Regions from separate parts of the Mus musculus genome. Here region 2 is linked to region 1. A link is a contact called in public HiChIP or PLAC-seq data. All regions are on one chromosome and are shown on one strand. Each heading gives the region's core, a stretch centred on a gene start, on an enhancer-like site or on the middle of the called end of the contact. The rest is flanking DNA. Distances are from core to core; before and after follow the strand shown.

Evidence for each region. HiChIP or PLAC-seq counts read pairs in DNA pulled down with a chosen protein or histone mark.
Region 2: a contact with region 1 is called in an H3K4me3 HiChIP or PLAC-seq map of stem cell-derived neural progenitor cells, with 34 read pairs. The contact joins the enhancer-like site here to the promoter of Mecomos in region 1. A contact is called at or near these places in 6 of 39 promoter capture datasets (the 3T3-L1 cell line, 3T3-L1-derived adipocytes, the SN4741 cell line and 3 more), 1 of 15 datasets of contacts at CTCF or cohesin (the NIH/3T3 cell line), 1 of 484 Hi-C or Micro-C datasets (nephron progenitors), 7 of 115 datasets of contacts at active chromatin or transcription factors (the NIH/3T3 cell line, bone marrow-derived macrophages, embryonic forebrain and 4 more) and 4 of 9 other capture datasets (adipose tissue, embryonic stem cells, liver and 1 more).

What each region holds. Positions count from the first base shown.
Region 1 is chr3:30,018,414-30,025,323 of GRCm38.p6, reverse strand. Mecomos (a long non-coding RNA gene) reads right to left here and starts at 5,384. Exons shown (of 3, transcript XR_003954597.1): 1 at 5,184-5,384; 2 at 4,771-4,853; 3 at 2,146-2,775. The region is part of intron 2 of Mecom (MDS1 and EVI1 complex locus); the gene reads left to right.
Region 2 is chr3:30,185,520-30,192,646 of GRCm38.p6, reverse strand. The region is part of intron 2 of Mecom (MDS1 and EVI1 complex locus); the gene reads left to right. Among named protein-coding and RNA genes, the nearest start is that of Mecomos, 170 kb to the right of the region's middle. Within about 2 kb of position 4,371, at least 32 of the 459 cell types and tissues checked have an H3K27ac peak or open chromatin away from gene starts, as enhancers often do. A contact at or near this core is called in stem cell-derived neural progenitor cells, where this site is marked.

The sequences.
Region 1 (6,910 bases), core at 4,135-6,634:
AAATCACCCCATTAAAAAATGGGGCTCAGAACTGAACAAAGAATTCTCACCTGAGGAATACCGAATGGCAGAGAAGCACCTGAAAAAATGCTCAACATCCTTAATCATCAGGGAAATGCAAATCAAAACAACCCTGAGATTCCACCTCACACCAGTCAGAATGGCTAAGATCAAAAATTCAGGTGACAGCAGATGCTGGCGAGGATGTGGAGAAAGAGGAACACTCCTCCATTGTTGGTGGGATTGCAGGCTTGTACAACCACTCTGGAGATCAGTCTGGCGGTTCCTCAGAAAACTGGATATAGTACTACCGGAGGATCCAGCAATACCTCTCCTGGGCATATATCCAGAAGATGCCCCAACTGGTAAGAAGGACACATGCTCCACTATGTTCATAGCAGCCTTATTTATAATAGCCAGAAGCTGGAAGGAACCCAGATGCCCCTCAACAGAGGAATGGATACAGAAGATGTGGTACATCTACACAATGGAGTACTACTCAGCTATTAAAAAGAATGAATTTATGAAATTCCTGGCCAAATGGATGGACCTGGAGGGCATCATCCTGAGTGAGGTAACACATTCACAAAGGAACTCACACAATATGTACTCACTGATAAGTGGATATTAGCCCAAAACCTAAGATACCCAAGATATAAGATACAATTTCCTAAACACATGAAACTCAAGAAAAATGAAGACTGAAATGTGAACACTATGCCCCTCCTTAGAAGTGGGAGCAAAACACCCTTGGAAGGAGTTACAGAGACAAAGTTTGGAGTTGAGATAAAAGGATGGACCATGTAGACACTACCATATCCGGGGATCCATCCCATAATCAGCTTCCAAATGCGGACACCATTGCATACACTAGCAAGATTATGCTGAAAGGACCCTGATATAGCTGTCTCTTGTCAGAGTATGCCTGGGCCTAGCAAACATAGAAGTGGATGCTCACAGTCGGCTATTGGATGGATCACATGGCCCCCAATGAAGGAGCTAGAGAAAGTACCAAAGAAGCTAAAGGGATCTGCAACCCTATAGGTGGAACAACATTATGAACTAACCAGTACCCCGGAGCTCTTGACTCTAGCTGCATATGCATCAAAAGATGGCCTAGTCGGCCATCACTGGAAAGAGAGGCCCATTGGACACGCAAACTTTATATGCCCCAGTACAGGGGAACGCCAGGGCCATAAAAGGGGAGTGGGTGGGTAGGGGAGAAGGGGTGGGTGGCTATGGGGGACTTTTGGTATAGCATTGCAAATGTAAATGAGCGAAATACCTAATAAAAAATGGAAAAAAAAAAAAAAAAAAAAATAAAAACTTCTGACGGGCTCTGTGAACGCAAAAAAAAAAAAAAAAAAAAAAAAAAAAAAAAGAAAATATTTACTTTATGGGCATATCCCAGCATTCAGTGCCAAGGAGATGAGTGCAGAAAATGAGTAACATTTCTGAAAAGACAACAGCGCAGTTTTCAAGTTACATGACCGAGGTACCTAGTGAATTATTAAGGTTTGGTTCATTAACAGCAGACCCTACTGGCTCTGGTAGGAAGGAGGCAGTGAGCAGCAGAATAAAACTCAGTTAGAGATGATACAGTTTGGCTCAAGTGTTTGAGTATAAATTTGAAAATCAGAAGTCACTGGAATTGTACCATTCTAGGCTCCTGGTCTGAGGTTGCCCATGTCATGGCAGAGAAGTAGCCCCATGTCACATGAACAGAGATGCATGTAACTTGGGGTATCTGAATTTATGTGTCTACATGAAGACCCCAAGGCTTTCCCTTCTCGGATGGTAAGATACTAAATGGGCAAACCTGGGAATTTTTTGTTCTAGTCAAAATTTATAAACAGAATACAAATAACTTTAGTGCTCTTCCTGGTAAAAGTGACCAGTATTTAATTCCGAAGCTTACAGATTGGCTATACAGTAGGGGTTTATTTGAAGATGAATAGGACACACTTTACAGGAAGAGCTTTTGAGGTCTGTGTTTTTAGAACAACATTAGGATTTTGCTGTTAGTTTAAAGACTATTGTGATAGTTTGGCCTTGAGCTGTATGTATCATAAAATATGCCATACATATAGTGGATTATAAGCTATACTTTTCTGCCTCTGCAGAGATTTTATTTAGCATGCCTGGCTGCAGTCACAGAGACGATAAAATGGAATTTTAGGATTATCAATATAGAATGGACACAAATATTTCATTAGATCATAGATAAGAATTTAACCCCTGAGTCTTAGCTGTTTAACAGGTGTAAATAGTGGAACAATTCCCCTATAGCCTCTGTCACCTCTATGCTGCTACGTGACTAAGGCTAGTCTCTGAAGCCTTACGTTCTCTTCTACCTTCCATGTACTGAGAAGACAGGCACCCTACCAGCACCCACCTCCTCTTGCTTTAGTGTATGCCTCTACCCGGAGCTCAGCATTTCCAATAGACTGTAAGTTTATCACGGCATAAGTTAATTGTGGCAGTTGCTGCTCTGTGTAGAGATGATTGTGTGGTTGCTGCAGGGAACTTCTGCTCCTCAGTGTGCAGAGTTGATTCATCTGGAACTGTGTTAGTTCCTCAAGGTGTGTGGTTTATCTACAGATAAAATTTCTGTAACTTTGTATGCCGTCTGATTTAATGTCCACTTAGTCCAGTGACTAGATGGCTCTAAGCAGGCCAATACATGACTCCAATGTCAAAAACTCAGTAGGAGGAATTCTTCATATTTAATTCAGGCATCTGTAGATGGAGAGTGTCCCGAAGCTTTTCTTTATCCTAGGGAAATATACATCTAGATAAGGCCAAATCCTATTAAGGAAAACTAAATGACAAGAAGCACCATGTGAAACCATGCTCATGGTAAAAGTTACATTTCAGAAAGACTTTTAATGGAAAATGATAGGAATGAGTTACTTAATTGTGAAATGAGATTTTATTCATTCTTTCAGAAAGTTCTCATAGCATTATACTCAACTACAACTTGTTTTAACAGTTTACAGGTAAAGGATCAATTGGCCAGAATTTATTGATGGCAATTCCTTTGTGAAAGACCTTCTGGATGTTTCTAGAATAAAGATGGAAGGTTTTGGGTTTTTTGTTTTTGTTTTTATTTTTGTTTGTTTTTGTTTTTTTTTTTTTTTGGCTTCTTTATGACTCTTTTTGTTCAAGAGTAGAGTCAGTAAATAGAAGAGTATACATAGAAATGTTTATGCTTTTTTTTGAAACAGATACAAAATAAGTTGTTTGTAAGACCTGGCCCCTACCCTAGGTGTTTCAGTGGAAAGAGAAAGAGGGTTTGTGTATGTTTAAATACCTTCCATGATGCCTAGTAAGATCAAACATATTTTACCTAAAGGGCTTATATTTTTAATTTTCACAAAGCATTTACGACATAATTTTCACTGGGATGCTTCAAGAATCAGATATATTGATGTCAATTAGCCCCAGGATGTCTGTTATTAAGAAGGACCTCCTGTGAATAATCCTCCAGGCAGGGTGTGCTGTTGTGCAGCATGGTTCTTGCCATAGACTAGGTTACAAGCAGCTTAGAAGATGTTGGGTGAGCATGACAAACAAAGCCAACACTTCATCTCCTCAATCTATGGCTCTAGTCACTGAGTGACTGGGCCATCAGAGGCAAGAGAAGGAGCCATAGGAACCCAGTTAAAGGGTCAAGAGCATGCACTTGTGTGCTCATTTCTCTGCTATAGATCGGTATAGGAGGAAACTAAGGGAAAGGGCCTGGAAGCTGAGCTTGACGTCAAGTTGTAGAGGACATTGAATTTTGGATCAGTTTTTTTTTTTTCCACCAATAAAGTAGGATCTAGTGTAATTTTTATTTAGTTTAGTTTAGTTTGAAAAGTGTGGGTTTTTTTTGTTTGTTTGTTTGTTTGTTTATTTATCGATTTTTTGCTTTTTTTGTTTTTGGTAAAGTACATTATTACAGCCTTGTTATTTCAGAAAGATGAGTTTTCACTGTTAAAAATGCCATAGAAACTTGTAATGATAAGAATTCCACTAGGACCATTCACATGGGGAAGGAGGAGGGAGAGAGCAAATCAACTCGAACAGGTTAACAAAGCCAATGCCTGGCCACTTGGGGAAAGGGAGAAGGAAAAATTTAAAATAAGTTGCAGCAAAATCTAAACTGAGCCCAGGGAAAAGGCTGACACAGAAATGAATTTGGGGGAGAAAGTAGCAAAATGGCCAGGATTCTACTCTAAAACAACAAAAATGGAAGACATGTTTGTGGCCGAGTCCACAGACAATGAGCTATGTATCAATATGTATCAACTGATTCCTCTGGGTTGGGGGAGGGGGCTGGGGGGGGGCAGCATCAACCAGCCAATATCAACCAGCCAAGGATGGCGTTCTTTCAAATGTGTCCTCATGTTTTATCATAGTTACTCTCACAAAGACGTACAAGTTTAGTGTAGTTTACTGTGAAAAGACACCAACTGAAGGTAGCCGTGTGAGTGGCTCCATCTTCTAAATCATGGTGCTTCTTAAGGGCAAACCTGCTACGGGAGCTGGCTTTAATCCAGGAGAGAAGCCCAGTGAAGGAGAAAGGCTTTGGACCCAGCTGATACCAATCAGTAGGCAAAAAGGAAGAAGTAGGGGGTGGGGGAGAGGTAGATAAGATTTAACCTGAGGTCACCAAGGTAAAGTGAATTCCAGGCAGAGTGACAATAATTACATCAGCACTATCAACAATAGTAGTCACTTTGTATTGACCAAATGCTGTGTCCCATGCAAGATTCTACGACTTACGTTTAGTGCTTCATACGATTCCCTCACACTGGGATAGGTCTGCATTTCAATGACAAGGTCCTGCAGAAGGTTGGGCAGTAGATCTGGACAATATAAAACAAAGAAATGAGTCAAGGGTGTGCAGAAGCTGAAGATCTGTGACCAGATCATTACAGTCATTCAGATGGATGGTCCCAGGCATCCAAGTTTAGGCTCACTAAGACCAAGCACGCGTCTGGTCAGCAAATACCTCTTTAGTACTTGTTTCAGCTTAGACCCTAGGCAACAAGGGGTAAATTATACCTACCTAATTCTCGTTTTTCTGGCATGTGAAGTTTACCAGAGGACATTGTAAGTAAGGCATGCCTTTTCTGACCTGAGGGGCGGGTGTGATGTGTGGGCGAGCACGCATGCGCGCTCCTGTTCGAGCTTACCTCTTTGGGTCCCTGTTCACCTTTGTTTATAAGGCTCTCTTGCTGATTAGCCTGATTAGCAGAGGACACAGTAAATGGGAATGGAGAAGCTCAGGTGCATGCCAGACATGGACAGACATCTTCCAGGGAAGCAGAGCGAGAGCGAGAGAGCGAGAGAGCGAGAGAGAGAGAGAGAGAGAGAGAGAGAGAGAGAGAGAGAGAGAGAGAGAGTGAAAGAGAGAGAAAGAGAGAGAGAGCAAGAGAGCGAGGAGAGAGAGAAACAAAAAAAACCCAAACGAATTGTTAAAATTCTCCTCTCCCAAAGTCAAGATAAGAATTAGGGCAACTGACGTTGGAGCAGAACAAAGGATTAAAAAAGTACAGTCACACTTGCAGGCGGGACTAGCTTCCGTGTTGTGCATACGTGGGTGTTTACTTGAGTCTGGTATACAGACACATTGCAACTTACTTATTTTGACCTGTTCCCACGGAGTCAGAGCACCTCACGCTTACATTACCCAATGGATTTTCCCAACACTCTCATTATGCTGATATTATGAAACTTGCATGGAAATCAACTCAAAGGTTAAGTGACTTACCCAAAGGTACACAAGAGGAGTGGAGGCGAGGCGTGCATGCCTTCCAACTCACTCTCTCCACAGATTAGAAGGCTGAAAGCACTTTTGAGTAAGTTTCTAAAACCCTGGGGAGGACTTCGACCCTGGAGTTATTGCACACTGTGCTAAACACTGTCTTGAAAAGGCTGAATTAATTAAAATGAATAAAATAATGAAAAAGAAAAAAGCAATTCGTACAGAGTTGAGGTGAGTTCCAAACACATTAACTGCCTTAGTTCTGCTCCAGCATAGACATAAGAGAAGATTTGGCATTTTGAGAATGACCATGGTTAGTTTTCTCTAGAAACTGAAGATAGTTATAAAATGCCCTCAGTGGTATAAAAGATGCCCTTTATCCTATTGGCACAGGTGTACGTTGTGCGTTTTGTGACTCTTTGTTTCTTAGACTTGTGAGTATATATTGGCTTGTCTCTTTTTTTCCTTTTGAATGTGTTCACATCGAAAGCATCAGACAGTCAGATAAGAGAAAAAGAATGCTATTCTGTGCTCCCCTCCCACTTTGCTGTGTTTTATTAAGCTGCTTATTTATCATACGGTGTTCACTGAAACTTTAAAAGAAGCCTTTTTGTTGTGATACTTCAGCCACTCAGCATAATGGCTCAGGAAATAGATCAAAATAGCCAAGGAAAATATTTTAAATATGGCAGCTGTAGTTGAAGTTTGGGAAATAAATCTTTGAGAACAATAATTTATTCACTTGAGCTGTTGTTTCAGCAAAGTATTTCATCTTAGTTTCAGAATAGTTGCTATTCATTACTAAATATGTTTAAAAATCGAAGCAGAGAAATTGATTTCATTCTTTCCAGACATCCTAAAAAATACTCAGGTGTTAAAGTTGGGTGCTGTATCGGTAAAAGCAATCAGATAGGGATTGTGGCTATGTGGTTAATTAAAGGTAGTAGGCGCCTTCGGGGTAACTTTGCATCATGGACTTATGGAGGACTTCACACTGTAGGGACAATAACGTGGCGCTCCTTCCGAATGTGCACAGTGCTGTCCTACAAAGACATCAAGATGTGTAGGAAGTCAACCCTCCTGCAGTCCTGCCAAGCCAGACTGACCCCGGCAAATGAAAATAATCAAAAGTAATTAGAAGCGTGCTGGATGACT
Region 2 (7,127 bases), core at 3,122-5,621, 170 kb before region 1:
GGCCTTTAAAGGCTTCAAAGGAGGTGCGGAGTGTTGCAGGATCAGCATCTGTCTGCTTTTCAAAGACAGTTATGAGGGACACATTTATTTAACAAAGAGAGCCTTCTGAAAGAGGGGCTGCCTCAGTAATGGCAAGTGTGTATGTGATGTCTGCTGCTTTATACGCACCATCTACAACGCAGAGTTTACTCACTGCTGTAGGGCTTGTCAGAAAAGAGCACACTATCTTTATACTATGTTATTTTTCTTCTATAGAACGGTGTTACCTGTATGGGGAAAAAGTTTTTATTAAATAGGCTCCACATGAAGGTATGCACCACTGTAAATGTAACAAAATACATGGGATTTCTTTGCAAGGAAGATCATGTAGGTGGGGTGACCTGGTGTCTATGATTTTGCATATGCAGCTCTTTGTCACGCCTTCTGTATCTGACCCTATAATCGACCTTGGAAGCAGCTTGCTTTAACCATGATGGATGTAGCAGAAGATTTATTTTTGTCACCTAAGAGTTGAGTCTTAGGCTATTGGGAGCATAAGAACTGCTTATTGAAGGTAGGCTTGGCAAACCTTTGCTTTCAAATAATCTTCTAGAAGCTCATCTAATTTGGCTAATTAGCAGGAGATAAAATATACCCACAGTGTCCTTTGCAGTGACTCGAACCCTCTGCCCTTCCTTGATGATAATAGCATTAAATGCATGCGCACTTATATCACTGAATATTAATTGGCAGGGACTCAAAACAGAATTTTGTTATACACCCAAACTTGTTTCTGAGATGTATTTTTAATGGCATATGAGTATTTTAATATACACTGAAAATTGATAGAAATAATGAAGGCGACATAATTCTTAACTTTGCTGATCTGCAAAAACAGAAGTTTAGGTACACCTTAATTATCATGGTCTGATTTTAATAAATAATTCAAGAATGAAAAAGCAGTTGTTTCTGAGGGAGGCAGGCAGGGGACCATTCAACTAGTTCTGACCTTGTCACTGGGAATTAAGCTCCTTCTCGGAATCTAAAAATCAAAGCTTAAAAGGCCACTCTCTCCATAATATTTCATTAACTTTTCGAAATGAAATACCTATTGATTAGATTTTCTTTCAGATAATAAATTCTACATGTCTACTCTGTCACTTCAATTACAGTATTTACTTGTACACAAGGAAATGTTTTTACATCTGAAATGAATATACGTTCACAATTGCACACTGTTGAGGCTCAGAGGCTCTGGCCTGCTTCTCTGAGCACTGCGTACTTCCTTCTTTTAGGAGCACCTGGCTTCTCTCCTGTTCCCCCAACAGAACTTTCTTGCTGTTGCTATTTTTCTGGCAGAGGTGGCTCTTGTCCCTCCCCTCTGTAGATCTGGCTCATTCTTCCAAACCTAGTTCTAGTAACATTTCCATTTTAAGGTCTCCTACGCGCCTTCTCTAAAGCCCCAGACCCCTCTTTTCTGACTCCTGCATATCTATTGGCACGCATCGTCGGTTCCCCTTGCACTAAGTTGCCTCTGCTTGTCATGGTGGTTCCTCAACCACCAAGTTCTCATGTTTTCCTAGTACCTGACTCAGTGATAGTCTCAGAGTGTTTCCAAACTTGGGGCTTCATGTTTTGGGCTCTGAAGTGTTGGTTCCTGACCTGTTACCTTGCCTTTCTGCTTGTGAAATCCATACAATCTCAGAGATCCTTATCTTTTTGTAGTTTCCATGAAATACTGACACCCAGCAGCTATCACACCCAGTCTCAATCCTAAGTAACACGCAAAATTGTTTTATTAGTTGTTAAAGGGAGGCTAAAAATCACCAGAGACCTGTGTGTGGACGGACGCAGTGCCTTCAGTGCCCTTGAAGGATCAGCACTGAGCGACATCTTTCTATCTCCTTCAATGGTGTCTAAAGTCAGAAGCAAAGTTTATTGGAGTTAGTGTGGTATACAGTCAAATGTGATATTCACGTTTCTTTCAGACAGATCTACCTAATACAACACTGCTGCATTAATGCTTTAGAAAACAGATGTGTTGAACTCTTAAAGGCAGCTCTAAACATGATGAAATGTGGGTGGGAGGAAGCCTTAGTGGTTCATGATGTTTACCATGAAAGCATGGTAAGCTCAAAACCCCACGAATCATGTAAATGCTGACAGAGCCGCCAGTAATTCCAGCCCTGGAGTTCAAAAACAGGGGTCCCTAGAGCAAGCTGGCTAGGGAGAGGAGCTAGGGATTTTTTTTGAGAGACAGTGCCTCATTGAATAAAAGAGATGAGGGGTGGGGTGAATCCTGACATTAACTTCTGCCCACCTCACTCCACATATAAATACATACATACACATATACACACATACATGTACATATACCACACATAATTCATACATATGCAAACATACAAATACATGTGCTTACATACATACACACCACACATACATTCACACATATAAGCACATACATACATGCATATATATATATACACATATATATGTATATGTATGTATATATATATATATATATGTATATACACACACACATACATGCATACAGAGATACCGCACACATATACATACCACTAATACATATACACACATACATATATACCGCACAAAACTTCATATATACAAACACACACATACATACCACACATATATACACATACATGTACACATATACACAAACATACATACCACACACATACATACATACCACACACATATACATACACATACATACATACTGCACATGCATATACATACTAAAATACATTCAAACATACACACAAAATCACACAAGCATACCATTCCCAAACAAACTCATGCTAATACCCCACATGCATGCATGCATATCATGCACATACATATGCACAACATACATATACATACACACTACCTGCATACACACACACACATGAAAACAGAAGAGGAATAAAAGACAGACTTTACTTACTTGTTACCACACGTTTAGAGCTTGTGTCATAACCTTTATTCAGTGTTTCTGGTTTCCCTGGCAGAGATCAAAGTCTGTCTACATCCATTTGGAATTTGGTAGCCAAACAGTGACACACTGACTTTAGTCATTGCTAGAAGTACATTCTAGCAACCATCTGAGAGTGACACAAGCTGGACCCTGCTCTGTGCTCCTGGGCCTTGCCCAGCCCTTTGCTGCTGTGATCCCTAAGCATGCTTCCATGTCTCCCTATTTACATGGCATCTCAAAGGCAGGAGAGTTATATCCTATGCATGCCACAAATCGTTCTAGACTTAGCTCTGTTTCCCAGGAAGCCCAGCTACTTGTAGTGTGAAAGCTGTTAACTGTAGGACTGATATCCACAGGCAAGCCTTGTCCTTACAGAGTGTGGTCTGACTTTGCTGGGATCAGGGAGTCAAGTAGCTGGAAACAACTATGGAAATACCCAGTGAAAAGTCCCCATAGTTGGATTGTCTGAGCAAGTTCCTCCTGGCACACGGTACCAACGGCAAGGTCCTCAGCCCCTCTTCCTGTACTGCTGGGGAAGTTTGGGCTCTGGAGTTCTAGCACGTTCAGCCTGTGGGAAGAATCCAAGACATGGAAGGCCCTGCAGTGGAGGGAGCGAGAGGGGTTGGACAATCTTTCCTGAATCCCATCTCCTTAGCTGGACCTGCGGCTTTGCCTAAGCTTCTTGAAGGTCAGTTTTTCTCACTTACCAAATAATAATTAAATATTCTTACCAGAAAGCCTCCTAAGAGAAAATCTGAGAGACGTTACTTATAAAAATTTCTTGAAACCTGTTAAAACAACTGCTTTTTTCTTTTTTTCCGAGACAGAGTTTCTCTGTATAGCCCTGGCTGTCCTGGAACTCACATTGTAGACCAGGCTGGCCTCGAACTCAGAAATCTGCTTGCCTCTGCCTCCCAAGTGCTGCGATTAAAGGCAAACAACTGCTTTTTTAAAAGGCAAACATATATAGAATATATGTATATAGTGGAGAGTAGGTGTTTGAACACCTTCAAGTCTCAAAGATCCTTTTCTTACAGAGGGCATGCATGCATCCTTTCGTCTTGGTTTGAATATTCTTATGCTCAAGTCCTTCTTGGCTGGACTGTGGCAGACACAGCATTTGTTACCTCACCAGGGTACATGTGGTTTGCTCATCTCTAAGCTAGGAACTAGGGTTCTAGAGAGGAACAGAGCCATCTATGTGAGCACTGAATACTGTGGAGAGTGCAGAGCCTCAGTTAGCCTCTGTCCTCTCCCACACCCGTGCCTCTTCTGCATGAAATAAAATCCTCCTTGCATAATGCACCAAGTTCCAGGAACACATTCCTGCAAGCCATAGAGGAGGGAGAACCACTTCCCTGTGTCATTTTGCTGGGCTGGGCTGATGTCATAGCTGTACTCCTAGCTGCCTTTTGGTCAAAAGACATTTACGTGTGTTGAAAAATCGCCAAGGAAGCCTGTTTCCTAGGATGGGAAAGAAGGCATGTTTTGTCCGTCCTCCAAGTCCTCCTTGCACAGATTACTGTCAAACCCCAGCACTTTATTTATAAAAATGCCAGCGTGCTCTGATTATTTGGCAAATGACCATGCTGCTGTCAGTGTCAAAATAGCACAGAGAATATAAAAACAACCTCCATTTTTATCATGCCTGTCACAGCTGGGAGGGCATGGAACAAGGATCCATTGTTTGAAGAGAAGCTGGAAAGGCAATACACTCAAGTTCTTTGGTGGCCTCTTGGGCAGAGGGACTGTGGTCATATTTGGTAAATGGTTTTTCTATTACAGATAGGCATAGACCTTGGCCCAAATTAATTTCTTGCTTTAGCATTGCAGTTTTGATACCTTGTTGTCTTGAGATATTCTTTGGTCTATCTGTCTGGATATCTCTGTCTCTCTCTGTCTTCTGTAGCTTCATAGATCTTCCCAGTGTTTCCAGGCCACAGGTAGATAGATCTAGCAGTGTTCTGCCTCATGGAATCCACTGTGGAATTCATATTTTGTTGTTAAATAGAACTCCCTAGTAATGGCCTTAGAAGGAAGAAAGACACACTTCTTGGGAAGAAGGAGCTGAGCACATGGTATCTATTTACTGAGCACTGATTCTGGTCTCCTGAAGCTCCTTCCTTCATAGGTCTGGATGGGGCAGTAGCACTTCCTCCGTTAGTTAGCAGTTGTGAAGCGTATGCATGAGTATCAATAACCCTGTGTCCTCAGGTTTCAGGCTCGCTTCATGCTATTATTTGTTCTTCCTGGAGAATTGTTAACCCCTTTCCCCAGACACAAGCTGTATCCTTGTATGAGCCTTTTGATGGATGAATTGGAATTATTTACTTGTAGTAGCCATTCATCAGCATTTTCTACTTTTAAGACTTTTTTTTTTTCTTTTTAAGAATAATGAATGAAACACTTCTCTAAAAAGAATTCATCATATGATCTCTTAGTTTCCACAGAGGGGACATTATTAGGTCATTTGTGGTCCATTGGAGAAAGAGCTTGAAGTGGTTTTTAATGATGGAGTTTCACACTAGAGCTTGAGAGGGGTTTCCATGGATGTGGCTAATCTAGCAATGTACATGACATGCCCCTAGATCTGTCTTGGGGATGAGTAAGCCTTAGTGTGGAAGCAGCACCCTTCTGAAAGAGGTGTACTCACTATCAAATTTGTGACATTTTGGTAGTGTTGAAGATCATTCTGGTCTAAACATCATAGTAAAGTTGAAAACATATGTACGACTAAGAGAAGACACTGTACATCTGGCTGTCAGTGTCAAGGGTACAGTGTCTTCTTCCAGACAAAAATGTCAAAGTCACTTCCAGAAAGTCTAGTGTCAGCTCAAAAATTATGGTGTTTGGCTGGGGTGTAGTTCAGTGATGCCTGATTGCCATGCTTAGCATGGACAAGGTCCTGGGTTCAGTCCTCGGGACACATAGAAAGTGAACGGAGCACGCGTGGAGAAGCCAGTATTACTTTATAAAATCATGTTAATAGCGTTGAAGGTAGATAAAGCTATATGAGCCTCCGTGGTCTAAACTGTAGGAAGCCAACCTCACTGATCAGAAAAAACAATTGCCAGTGTACTCTGCAGAAGTCCAGTTGCACTGACTTGACCTTTAATTACAGTGGCAAGCACTTGAGGTGTCTTTCCTCTTTCTACCCAGTGTAGCTATTCCTCATCGCTTCCTGAAGCTTACAACTCATTGTATCTGTGTCTGCCTGTACCTCTGCCTTTATATTGATGCTATGTGTCATGTCTGTACCCCTTGCCCTTGCTTTCCTTTCTTCCTTGTGTCCCTCTCATCTTTCTCTAGACATTGTTCTCCAACCTACCCTAGGCAGAGCTTCAGGTTTAAAGCATGCCCGGCCAAAAAATGTTCTCACAAATACCATTTTTTGATAAATTATTTTTTTTCCTTCAAGTCTAGGATTTTGAACCAAGTTACTTTCAGGACATTTATAAAAGTAAAACTATTACCTTGCATAGAACCGGAACATATTACATGATCACAAATGTAGGTATTTATCTCTCACTTGGTCACAATGGCTTCTACCTCAACCAATTTTAGCCTAAGCCTTCTTGAGACAAAAAGGAGAAACCTGAATAAAACATCTTCAGTCAGCAGTCATAATTTTATAATAAACATGTGGCTAGTAAAAGGACAGACCACATACTACCTTATAACAAATGATGTGTTTCAAGCTTACAATTATCCCCCCGCCTCCCCAGGAATCTTGAGATAGTTTCTTGGAAGTAAAAAAATCACCATTTCTTCATTCCTTTCCTCTTCTTCCCACACTAGCCAGAGCACTATGGCACAGACACATCCAGGAACGCGTGCCATTGCCCTTCCAGCTGTGTTTGCAGTGAGCGTGAGCTCTGTCATAACTACTGTCATCGTTTAGAGAAGTCATGTTCCTGCTCACACACCCTGCATTCTTCCTCCCCAGACTTTTGCCATTGCTTTTCCTTTCCCTTCGTAGGTCTTCATCTGTGCTGCCTTTCCTAGAATTCCCAAACTTTCTGGCTTGCCCAGGGGAATCCTTGCTCACTGGCTTGCCTGGGAGAGTCCTTGCTCACTGGCTTGCCTGGGGGAGTCCTTGCTCACTGGCTTGCCTGGGGGAATCCTTGCTCACTGGCTTGCCTGGGAGAGTCCTTGCTCACTG